2 separate regions of the Aedes albopictus genome follow, and region 1 is linked to region 2. The links are chromatin contacts, called in public Hi-C maps. All regions are on one chromosome and are shown on one strand. Each heading gives the region's core, a stretch centred on a gene start, on an enhancer-like site or on the middle of the called end of the contact. The rest is flanking DNA. Distances are from core to core; before and after follow the strand shown. Region 1 holds the start of LOC109417248 (cilia- and flagella-associated protein 20). Region 2 holds the start of LOC109417170 (ATP-dependent Clp protease proteolytic subunit, mitochondrial).

Region 1 (5,654 bases), core at 270-2,769, 400 kb before region 2:
GCAGCATAGTTTTAATGCTGGGTAAGAAAACAAAAAAGACCATAACAGTCCCCTGGTAAATATGATCTTAAAAATTTTTGACAGCGACGATAGCTCATTTCGGCGTAGCGTTGGAAGCTAAACTTCCTACTTTCTCCTTTTCCTCCAGACTTCCTTCTTTTCCGTCCTCATTTACATCGCAAGTGATATACCGGAGATGCCAATCGAAAGTGACCTTTTCATACTTTCGAAAAATATTCATTGCTTTCTTTGTGAATCTCGAGTTTCAACAACACACTAGAAATATAACACATACAAAAATGTTGTGCTAGGTAATTGTGAGAACAGATTGATTAGAAAAAGATACGGTAAATATATGAAACCTAGTTTGATTTTTAAGCTTTTACCTATTTTTCCTTGACTCGATCAATTGTAAACTGGTTTTCGCTCGATTAATAATTACAATTACAATTTTGCATGAAATGAAAAATTAGTGAAAAACTGTGAGCTTCATTTACTCAAAACCGAGATTTCGTCACTTATATCCCTTTCTTATCGCATCAATTTTAATACGTTTGACAAATGTCACGTGCTGGTAATAATTCAAAAATAAGTATCTAATATTCTTTTATGCTCATAAGACGAAATACAGCTCTTGCTGAAACGTAGTTATAGGAATTAACAGACTTTACCCTCGAAAGCAAAATTGTTTTCTATCGCGATCATTGCAATACTGCATGTTCTTCTATAAATCAAGAATCAGTGCTCGCCTTCAACTTCAACTGCCTTCCGTTCACAACGAACACAAATAGGGCACCGGATATTTTGTTTTAGCAACGGGTGACAATTTTCATACCTCATATACTCTTCTCATGTATTTATACGGAAGCATATAACGGCCTACAACATCAGAGGCAAGGTACAATGCCCTTCCGATGAATCGAATCGATTTTTGCTATTCTTATGACAAGCGGAATGCATGTTCTGCTGGTTCCTACTCAGGTTCACTGGCATTTTGAGATTGAACTTACGGATGATGGAAATGGTTTAAATTCTTACGATCAAGGTTATGTGCCCGACGACCGGCGCCCCGAAACCTACCTGCACTTCGAATGTGAAATATTTCTTCAGATTCTTGATGATCATCACCAGAAACGGGAGCTTGATGCCGAGCGTTTTCTTCGGATCGGCCGGACAGGTGATGTAAGTTGTGCTCACATTGGTGCCGATGATTTCCAGCACCAACGACTGGATGTCCTGATCGGTGATGCGCTTGATGTGCCCGTTGCGAACCTTTTTGTCCCATATCTGCAACGGTTTGCTTCCTATGCTGTACAGTATCGAGAGGAACCCGGACTGAAAAGTGTTTTTGAACATGATTGCACCACCGACACCGCACTTTTCACTGAGAATTTTCACCCGCGACTGATTTATCCGTCGAAAGAATCCTATTTTTCGCACACAATTTTCTCCCTAAACAAACTTTGGCGGCCGAAAAAGTCAAGTCAGATTGTTTTGTTTACCTCGCGTTTCCAACGATATGACATTTCAAGAGTATCATATGGAAATCACCCATACTAATTTTAATTATATTTTTCAAAGGCAGAGCAGACAGTTGAGCTCTTACAGCATTAACTTTTGACTTGAATTTGAATTATTTTGTTATGGACCAGTTAAGCTTAACCATTGCATATTTTTAAACGTAAGGAGTCTTCAGAAATTCATGACTGTTATTTTCTAAATTAATAAGAAGTTAGAAAATGCATAGGTATATTTCAAATGATGGACTAGTTTTTTGACATTTCCATGTCGCAAATGAATCGCGAGGTGCGCTAACGGAGCCGTTCGAGAGCATAAATTTAGGCGATACATTAGTCGAGTACATTTCGATCGAGTAGTTGTTACCCGAAGAAAAAAAAGCTTGAAACAGCTTGTGGGCGTGAGAGGATTAAAAATGGACAAAATTTTTAATAGCTTTGACGTTGCACAATCTAGTCGCGACGCCGCACAACTTGCAACGTTTTCAATCATGTCGGGAGTAGTACGCATCCTTTACGTTGTTGCCCACAACACAGCGCACTACTTGCGACACTTGGTGAAATATAGCAGGTTTTGATCGAATGTCTGTTGGATTTCTCATTACCGGATGCCCAATCGCTCGATGATTAAATAAATTATAAGTCCGGGCCTCCATCTCCCGCGATGATTTTGCAGATTCCAACGAAAATGCATTTTTGTTCTATGAGAAACCTTTTCGATTGTCAGTAGCTAAAAATATGATGTTTGATTTTTTTCAGATTTTAGAGTTATTGTTATAGCACAAGGCGAGATTCCATGATGGCATTCACGTGAGATAAGGAAATATTTATAAATCGCACGGCAATATAAATTCTGCAATACATTTTAAATTCCTTTTCGACAGTTACAATATTTTATTACTTTCCAACCTATCTAAAAATGAACCTGAACAAGCAACTTAATCGGGAATCGTTAGCACTTCGCATCCATCCTCGGTAATTAAAATGGTATGCTCAAACTGTGCACTTCGGGCATTGTCCACCGATACTGCAGTCCAATCGTCTTCAAGTATTTCCGCATCCATGACACCCAATGTGAGAATCGGTTCGATGGTGAATGTCATTCCTGGGCGCATCACTCCGGGAAAATCATTGTCTGCAATGAATGATTAGATGAATACAATTTTGGGATGATCGGTTATGCGGCGATAAATCTTACCGAAATGGAATACATCCGGAGGTCCGTGGAAGTAACTTCCGATCCCGTGCCCCAGGAAAGCTGGCATCACCGTTAACTTTTTCCATTTGGCAAACCGGGCTATCGACTTCCCGATAACATAAAGTGGTTGACCAGGTCCACAGCACAGAATGGACTCCGCCAAACAGCCTTCCGTCGATTCCACCAGATATCGGCCACGTTCGTCGACGTCACCCACAAGAACCGTCCGCGAGCAATCGCCATGAAAACCGTTATAGAACACCGTAATATCAATGTTAATGATGTCGCCATCCATCAGTTTCCGATCATCGGGAATTCCATGACATGCTACGTTATTGACCGACGTGCAGACTGACTTAGGAAATCCCAAATAGCGCAAAGGGGACGGATAGGCATTCGCTTGTATCACCTCGTTGTGGACAAACTCATCGATCTCATCGGTAGAAACTCCTATCTGAAATTGAAATGCGTGGATCATCGAACAAGAACCATCGAAGAATGTGAACATTAATTTACTTTAGCAAATCCACACGTCTTCTTCAGAATATTCGCCGCCAGTTTGCAGCTCTCCCGCATGCCTTGAATCTGTGAATCCGTTTTAATTTCGGGAGGTCCCTCGCCGGAACTGGGCGAATTCCTGACGAAGTAATAGCTTGGTTTGCAAATATGTTTCGGCACCGGTCGCTCCGGGGAAACTTTCCCCAGCTCTACGATGTTGCATTTTCCTAAGTCGTATCTGGAATTTTGACCATTAGTAGGTATGATCTATATCCCATTGTTCATTCAATACGAATGGCGCGGTACTTACTTTCTCCGACCAAAGAAATGACGATGACCTCCAAGATTCCATGAGTGGCACACATTTTTTAGTAATTTCATAATAATTCTACTGTTGGGTTTACGAATTTGATGGTTTTAATTTATGGTCACTTTATTTAGAAGTAAAAACTAGATTTTTAAATGCCGGTGGTGATGGAGAACCAGATCCGATTACGACAACCAACTAAACAGCTGATTTTTGTTATGATCCTTCTCGGTCGATGAGGAGTCAAAGTCGAGCAGTCATGTTTGTTAATCGCCTGCATGTAGGTATCAACATACACGCGTGCACCACAGCAAGAAAAGACATCTGGTGGGAAGTAGTGAAAAACTGTGTATACACTCAAGAAAACGTTCATTCAAAAATTTGTTAATTTTGGGCTGCGGTACCAACACAATGTGTGCTTTCCCCTGTCAAATAAACACCTTTGGGAAGATTAAAAAATTACGTCCATCGTTTTTCGGGATTTCTAGACCCCCCCTCACCCTTCTGTCACGCAATTTCCCTATACCCAACACACGTACTGTCACACTTTTCTAGACCCCCCCTCCCCCAAATGTTGGACGTAATTTTTTAACGTTCCCTTTAGAGCCGATGTACGACGCTGCGTGAATAGGAAGTAAGCAGCTGCGCCTATGCTAAAGTGCCGGTAGTGGCGCTTTTCTGATAAATGCGGTAAACGTGATAACAGTGTAAACAAGCAGAAAAGTTTGCGCTACGGAATCATAGACGGCTCTCGTGTTCCATGTGTTTTTCACATATACAGCGGCGCCGCCTGGCACCTATCCACTCAAAACATCATGCACAACACGGGTGAAAAATGCCAGTCAGAAAAAAAGAAGTAAACAACTTGAAATTTGTATGCTTTGTAATCAATGAATGAATTAACTACATCGGCTGTTTTCCTACTCTCCGCATCGACCAATGTGGCGCTAGCTTCTATGCGCGAAAAATCGCTAAAAGTAAATCGCAAAAATATTGTATGGCGAATACAATCTAAAAGCAAATTTCTCGAAGTGGAACACATTATTCGAAAAAATATTTGGTAGTGGTTGTGCACAATGGTGACCACTATTAAGGCTACCAAATATTTTTTTCGGGAAAAGCATTCTATTTCAAGTAATTCGAGTTTAGATGCATTTCGCCATACAAAATAAAATTGATTTACTCCTGCTGATCAACTGTGGCTGCGCGCAAAGCGGGTAGTCCATTAACTACATCGGCTGTTTTCCTACTCTCCGCATTGACCAATGTGGCGCTAGCTTCTATGCGCGAAAAATCGCTAAAAGTAAATCGCAAAAATATTGTATGGCGAATACCATCTAAAGCCAAATTCTTCAAAGTGGAACACATTATTCGAAAAAATATTTGGTAGTGGTTGTGCACAATGGTGACCACTATTAAGCCTACCAAATTTTTTTTCGCGAAAAGCTTTGTATTTCAAGTAATTGAAGTTTAGATGCATTTCGCCATACAAAATTAAATTGATTTACTCCTGCTGATCAACTGTGGCTGCGCGCAAAGCGGGTAGTCCTTTCTCTGTTACTGCAATGAATCCAGAAGAAACGCGTAGGGATAATGATTTTGTTTCTAATTTGCAACTTTTTGCCCCAAGCCACAAATCGCTGCGATGCGGAACAAGTGCAAGCCAGCGATTTGTCCATACAAGAAAAATGATTTTACCTTTAATGTGGTGGCGCCATCTCTGAGAAAAACAAGCTTTGATTTCCTACTATTTACGCTGCGTCGCCGCAGCGTTCCTGTGGGGCATGCGTTGACATTGCGTGCTGCACACTAGTATGGGACATGCTTGTATGGAAAAAATAAATCCTCGCTCCAGTAGACTTTTTAGATCCCATCTAGGTCCCTTATGAACTGTACAAAATTTCAGTGCAATCGGTGGAACTATAATAGGAAGTAAGCAGCTGCGCTTATGCTAAAGTGCCGGTAGTGGCGCTTTTCTGATAAATGCGGTAAACGTGATAACAGTGTAAACAAGCAGAAAAGTTTGCGCTACGGAATCATAGACGGCGCTCGTGTTCCATGTGTTTTTCACATATACAGCGGCGCCGCCTGGCACCTATCCACTCGAAACATCATGCGCAACACGGGTGGAAAA
Region 2 (5,017 bases), core at 1,630-4,129:
CTTAGTACGTACAGGTACGTACTTAGCTAGTTGCGATCTTGCTATCGCAAATGATGCTGTAAAGCGTGCAAAGCGATATACGATGGCGTCAAACTAAAATAGGTCGTATTTTGTTTCAATCGATCGACGAGATTCAATCATCGGGTTCAATGTTCACAATCAGACTTTATCGCACTTACCATTGACACTATAAATAGTTCCGATGGGGTAATGCGCCGCGCGTAAGCCGGATCGACGACATTCAACCGGTCCAGATAGATCATGGCCAGAATCAGCGAGCAGGGCGTCACCGTCAGATTACCCACCGTGACGAAATTGAGCCGACTGAGCGAGTGGCCACGGTGCGATTCGGAGAAAATGTCCGCCGCATAGTCCGCCAGGGGCCGACTGATTTTGGTGCATCTCACCGTCGACGATCCGTAGTAGAGTGTTTTCTTGATGCGGTTGAGGAACTCCTCATGATCAATCACCTAAAGGCGCAGAGAGAAATCCATTAATAAAACGCAATAACACTATGCAGGCTGCGCAAAAAAAAAAACATCTTCAATCCCATATGGCGCTATAATCAGCTCCTCTTTAGTTCCAGGCTGCGATTACGCTGATTGCCATATCAGGAAATAGATTTTCTGACGACTGACCTTATTATCCGTGGTGATGGATGGTTGCTCGGGTTCGATCATTTTTTGTCCCCCTGTTACTGCGGGCACATCACCGTCCGCCGTAGATCACGAGGAAACGTATGCACGTACGGAAATCACGATTCCACCGCGGAAAATAACTAAAATTTGCGAAAAGAAAGTCGCGAAAACACGCCACCGCGAACCACACCAGGCCGTGTTTTATTTTTTTTTGCGATGCAGCGAGACTGACGTCTGTCAAAACACAAAGGAGAGAAACAGCAGTGGTGAAATTTTGTTAGTGGTGAATTTTGATAGATTCACACGTTGGTTCAAAAGTGCTATCCAGCAATTGGGTTAAATTAAGAAAAATGTAATGATTTTTTGATTTTATATGAAAGAGCACCTTTTTCTGAACCACCATGATTTTTTCCAGATTTTTAGAACTTCTTTTTGGTACCTAAAATCGCTTTCGAAGAGATTTATCGAAATCACCTTTTGACAGCTGGACAACTGCTTGACAGCTCCGCCCAGTACAAAATGCGACGAGGGGTGATTCGACAAATCGCTCCCATACAAACTTCAAAATGATTTTTAAATAGGTTCCAGGGCACCAAAATTCATGAAAATTTGGATTTCGGCTCAGTTTTGCATGCAGATTCTGAATATGGAATTATCTCAACACCGCTAAAGAAGCCAATTTACGAGCACTAATGGCTGCCACAATCATGCTCACTTTCTGGTAGGGATAAACCGATCTGACGTTTGGCTTGTGTCGTTTGCCAGCTGGTCGATAAGATCGATCATAAAACTTATCGATCAGCTGTCAAACGACACAAGCCAAACGTCAGAACGTTTTATCCCTACCAGAAAGTGAGCATGTTTGTGGCGGCCATTACCGCTCGTGAATTGCTGGATACTCGGAACTAAAACTTACCCAAACTGTGACTAACAAAAATAAGTAACACGGGACGTTTCGGATCAACTGTGAATGGAAATTTGACATAAGGTCGCACTGTAACTCGGGTGTAACAATATCAAACACAACACTGTTGTCGCTTGGTATAAAATGGACTAATGGACTATAGCCTATTTTACGAAACGACAACAGTGTTGATATTGATATTAACACTCACGGGCTTGGGCGCAACCTCCTGTCAAAATTTCATTCATGAAATGAGCGATCAGCTGATCCGAAACGTCTCGTAAAATGGCTCATTATCGCGCTTTTCTAGGGAGGTGTACACAAACTACGTCACGCTTGTAGGGGGAGAGGGGCTTTGAAGATCGTGAAAACCCATACAAACTATTTTGAGGTCCCATACAAATAATTTTGAGGTCCCATACAAAAATTGTAACATAGGGGGGAAGGGGGGTGTTGAAAAAGGCCAATTTTTGCGAGACATAATTTGAGAATCCCCCTAGGATTCTCAGCAAGCTGCGTTCGCAACAGGGTTAGAAACTCGCAGAATCAGGTTGCGCCTAGGGTTGCGCCCAATGGATAACGAGATGGACAATCAACTGCCGTGTGCAAATCAAACCAGTGCAATCATTTCGCGAATTCGCGATAAACAATGGCTAGTGAAGATCATCAGCATCCAAGCGATTAATCTGGGCACATAATAATAAATAATATTTATGCAATGTAACTATCATAATTTATATTTTTTTATCTAACTCATTTTGGTATCCAAATAACCAATTTTTCCGGAATAGCACGAAATAGTTCATTACGCAATTGAAATGAGTTGCATAATTAAAAATAGTTGTATAGCGCATTTAGTTCACCACTGGACTATCGCACTAGTTTTCACGAGTGCGAAAACGCTAATAAAAGTGCGCGATTGCATCAAATCAACTCGGTGTCTTCAGAGCACTTGTTCTCCATAGATTGAAGAAATAGTGCGCCGAAGACTTCAACCTGATTTGATGCAATCGCGCACTTCTATTTACGTTTTCGCACTTATAATATCGCAGTTCGCAGTCCAGTAGTGAACTAAATGCGGTATATAATGTTCATAATGCAGCTCATTTTAGTTGAATTATGAACATTATGCAACTCAAACGGTTTGCATTATGAAAAAATCATTGCACACAATTTTGTATATATTATAAATAACTATTAAATATGTACCGTAAATAATAAATTTTTATCCGGGCAGGTCCATTTGATATGATGGTGCAGAATTTCGAACTCACCACTGTACAGTGCAGATCAAAAATATTTTTAATCTTTTGGATCATAAACGTCAAACCGCTGTGGGCTCACTTTCGTTTGTGATTGCGAAACATTGTTTACGAATCACAATTTCCATCGTTTATCGTCGTTTTTTCCGGATAAAATTAAAATTTATACCATTTATTATTGAAATAAAATCTCAGAAATGATGCATTTAAGGACTATAATCAAAAGTGTCGCAAATGCGGTAAGATCGAGGGTGTGCTATTAATTTATTACGAGTGACTTTACATTCATGGTGTTTCTTCTTTTTAGCGAAATCTATCCACCTCCAGCCAGCGATTACTCAATCTGGTTCCAATCGTGGTGGAACAAACGGGACGTGGCGAGCGCGCCTATGACATCTTTTCCCGTTTGCTCAAGGAGCGAATCATTTGCCTGATGGGTCCAATCCATGACGATCTGAGCTCGTTGATCGTAGCGCAACTGCTATTCCTGCAGTCAGAAAACGGAACCAAACCGATCCATATGTACATCAACTCTCCCGGAGGTAGCGTCACTGCCGGACTGGCCATCTATGATACCATGCAGTACGTGAAGCCTCCAGTGGCTACGTGGTGTGTCGGCCAAGCCTGTTCGATGGGATCGCTTCTGTTGGCCGCCGGTGCCCCTGGGATGCGTCACTCATTGCCCAACGCACGGATCATGATCCACCAGCCGTCTGGAGGAACTCAGGGTCAAGCCACCGACATTCAAATCCAAGCGGAAGAGATCCTCAAGCTGAAGAAGCAGTTGACGGAAATTTACGGAAAGCACACGAAAACTGCGGTCGATGTGCTGTACGCCAAAATGGAACGAGATACGTTCCTCAATCCGGAAGAAGCACAGGCCCTAGGGATCATCGACACGGTGCTGGAGCATCCACCGTCGTCCACCGAGGGATCGTCGTGATTCAAAGGATGAAAATAGATTATGTGGCAATTTATGTTGACTTTGTTAGGGTTTTATTGCAAATTTAATATCGATTCTACAATAAAATGATTGATCATTTGTATAAGGTGACTTACCCTATACAGTATTCCAAGCAGTAAATGCCTAATTTAATGCTGTGAACGCCATTTGACATTATTTCATTACAGAAAACCTGCTACAAGTCAAGAGCAGGTAGCGGAAAACCGTTCAAATTATCGTACGCGATTAACCTTCCTAATGCAACATACATGCTGGGAACAGCCGCTGACGTGGTGCACGGTTTGGGTCGACCAAAAATATATCGTAAAACGGGGTATCTTTGATAATGCGGGTAACATTGATAGTGCGACAGACATTGTATAGTTTATCTTATAACCAACTATGATTCCTTCAATCAGTTAAGAAAAAGGCAAACGTAGATCAAAACTGTACATATGAAAGTCCATCTTAAACGTATTTTCCTTAAAACCAAGTTTATCTTGTACCGACTTTTCGAACCCTAGAGCAGAATACCCTCTTCGAATGAGTGTAAACAGTTTCATACCTTTTAATTCCGCCCTAATTGCTTATCCTTTGACAGATACGCGTATTTCGACTACCACTTGTAATCTTCCTCAGTGTCAGTTATCCACTAGGATAGGATAGGAATGTTGTTTAATGGATCGAAGAGAATAAGTATGGCTTTTACTTTTGTTGTAGAATACGGCCTTAACCCCACACTACCCGGACCTTCCTGTTCGGGTGTCTGTTGAGAAGATTTTTCCCCTATGGCTCGAAAAAAAAAGCATGGCGATAATGGCATTGTCACAGATAATGTCAAATAGCTCGGCAATAGTCTCGAGCAAGCGTAAGCTGCTCGCGACAATAGCGGTCTCCATGCTAAGGTATGGCGCCGCTGCATCGCGAAGTGCGCTAGTGGTCAACCGGAACGTGAAACGACTCGAGAGTATCCACATGCTGCCTTAGGGTGGTCAGCGCACGGACTTAAAGGACGCGGTATATGTGCTTGCGGGTATGATGCTCATAGTACTAGTGGTGGCAGAGGACGCGGCATAAGAGGCGCGAGATGGATCGCCAGAACATCGTCTATGTTGAAGTGGCAGAGGGAATGGGATTCCTCCAGCAAGGGTAGATGGATACACAGGCTCATACTGGGCGTGTCTAAATGGACGAGCAGGCCCCTTGGCGAGATGAACTTTCACTTGACACGATTTCTGTCAGGCCATGGGTGCTTTAGGCGGTATCTGCA

What was found. A called contact is a pair of places that touch in the nucleus more often than the background predicts.
Region 1: a Hi-C map of whole body shows a contact between it and region 2, with 5 times the contacts expected there. The contact joins the promoter of LOC109417248 here to the promoter of LOC109417170 in region 2. A contact is called at or near these places in 2 of 3 Hi-C or Micro-C datasets (embryo and whole body).

What each region holds. Positions count from the first base shown.
Region 1 is chr2:105,519,601-105,525,254 of AalbF5, reverse strand. It overlaps LOC109417248 (cilia- and flagella-associated protein 20), which reads right to left and starts at 1,519. Exons shown (of 2, transcript XM_019691363.3): 1 at 1,081-1,519. The coding sequence starts at 1,356. LOC109417231 (methionine aminopeptidase 1D, mitochondrial) reads right to left here and starts at 4,011. Exons shown (of 4, transcript XM_062855013.1): 1 at 3,524-4,011; 2 at 3,232-3,451; 3 at 2,716-3,169; 4 at 2,363-2,652. The coding sequence starts at 3,594. The coding sequence ends at 2,456.
Region 2 is chr2:105,119,775-105,124,791 of AalbF5, reverse strand. It overlaps LOC109417170 (ATP-dependent Clp protease proteolytic subunit, mitochondrial), which reads left to right and starts at 2,879. Exons shown (of 2, transcript XM_019691296.3): 1 at 2,879-3,043; 2 at 3,112-3,880. The coding sequence starts at 3,002. The coding sequence ends at 3,747. It overlaps LOC109417181 (protein CNPPD1), which reads right to left and starts at 865. Exons shown (of 4, transcript XM_019691302.3): 1 at 639-865; 2 at 180-470. The coding sequence starts at 680.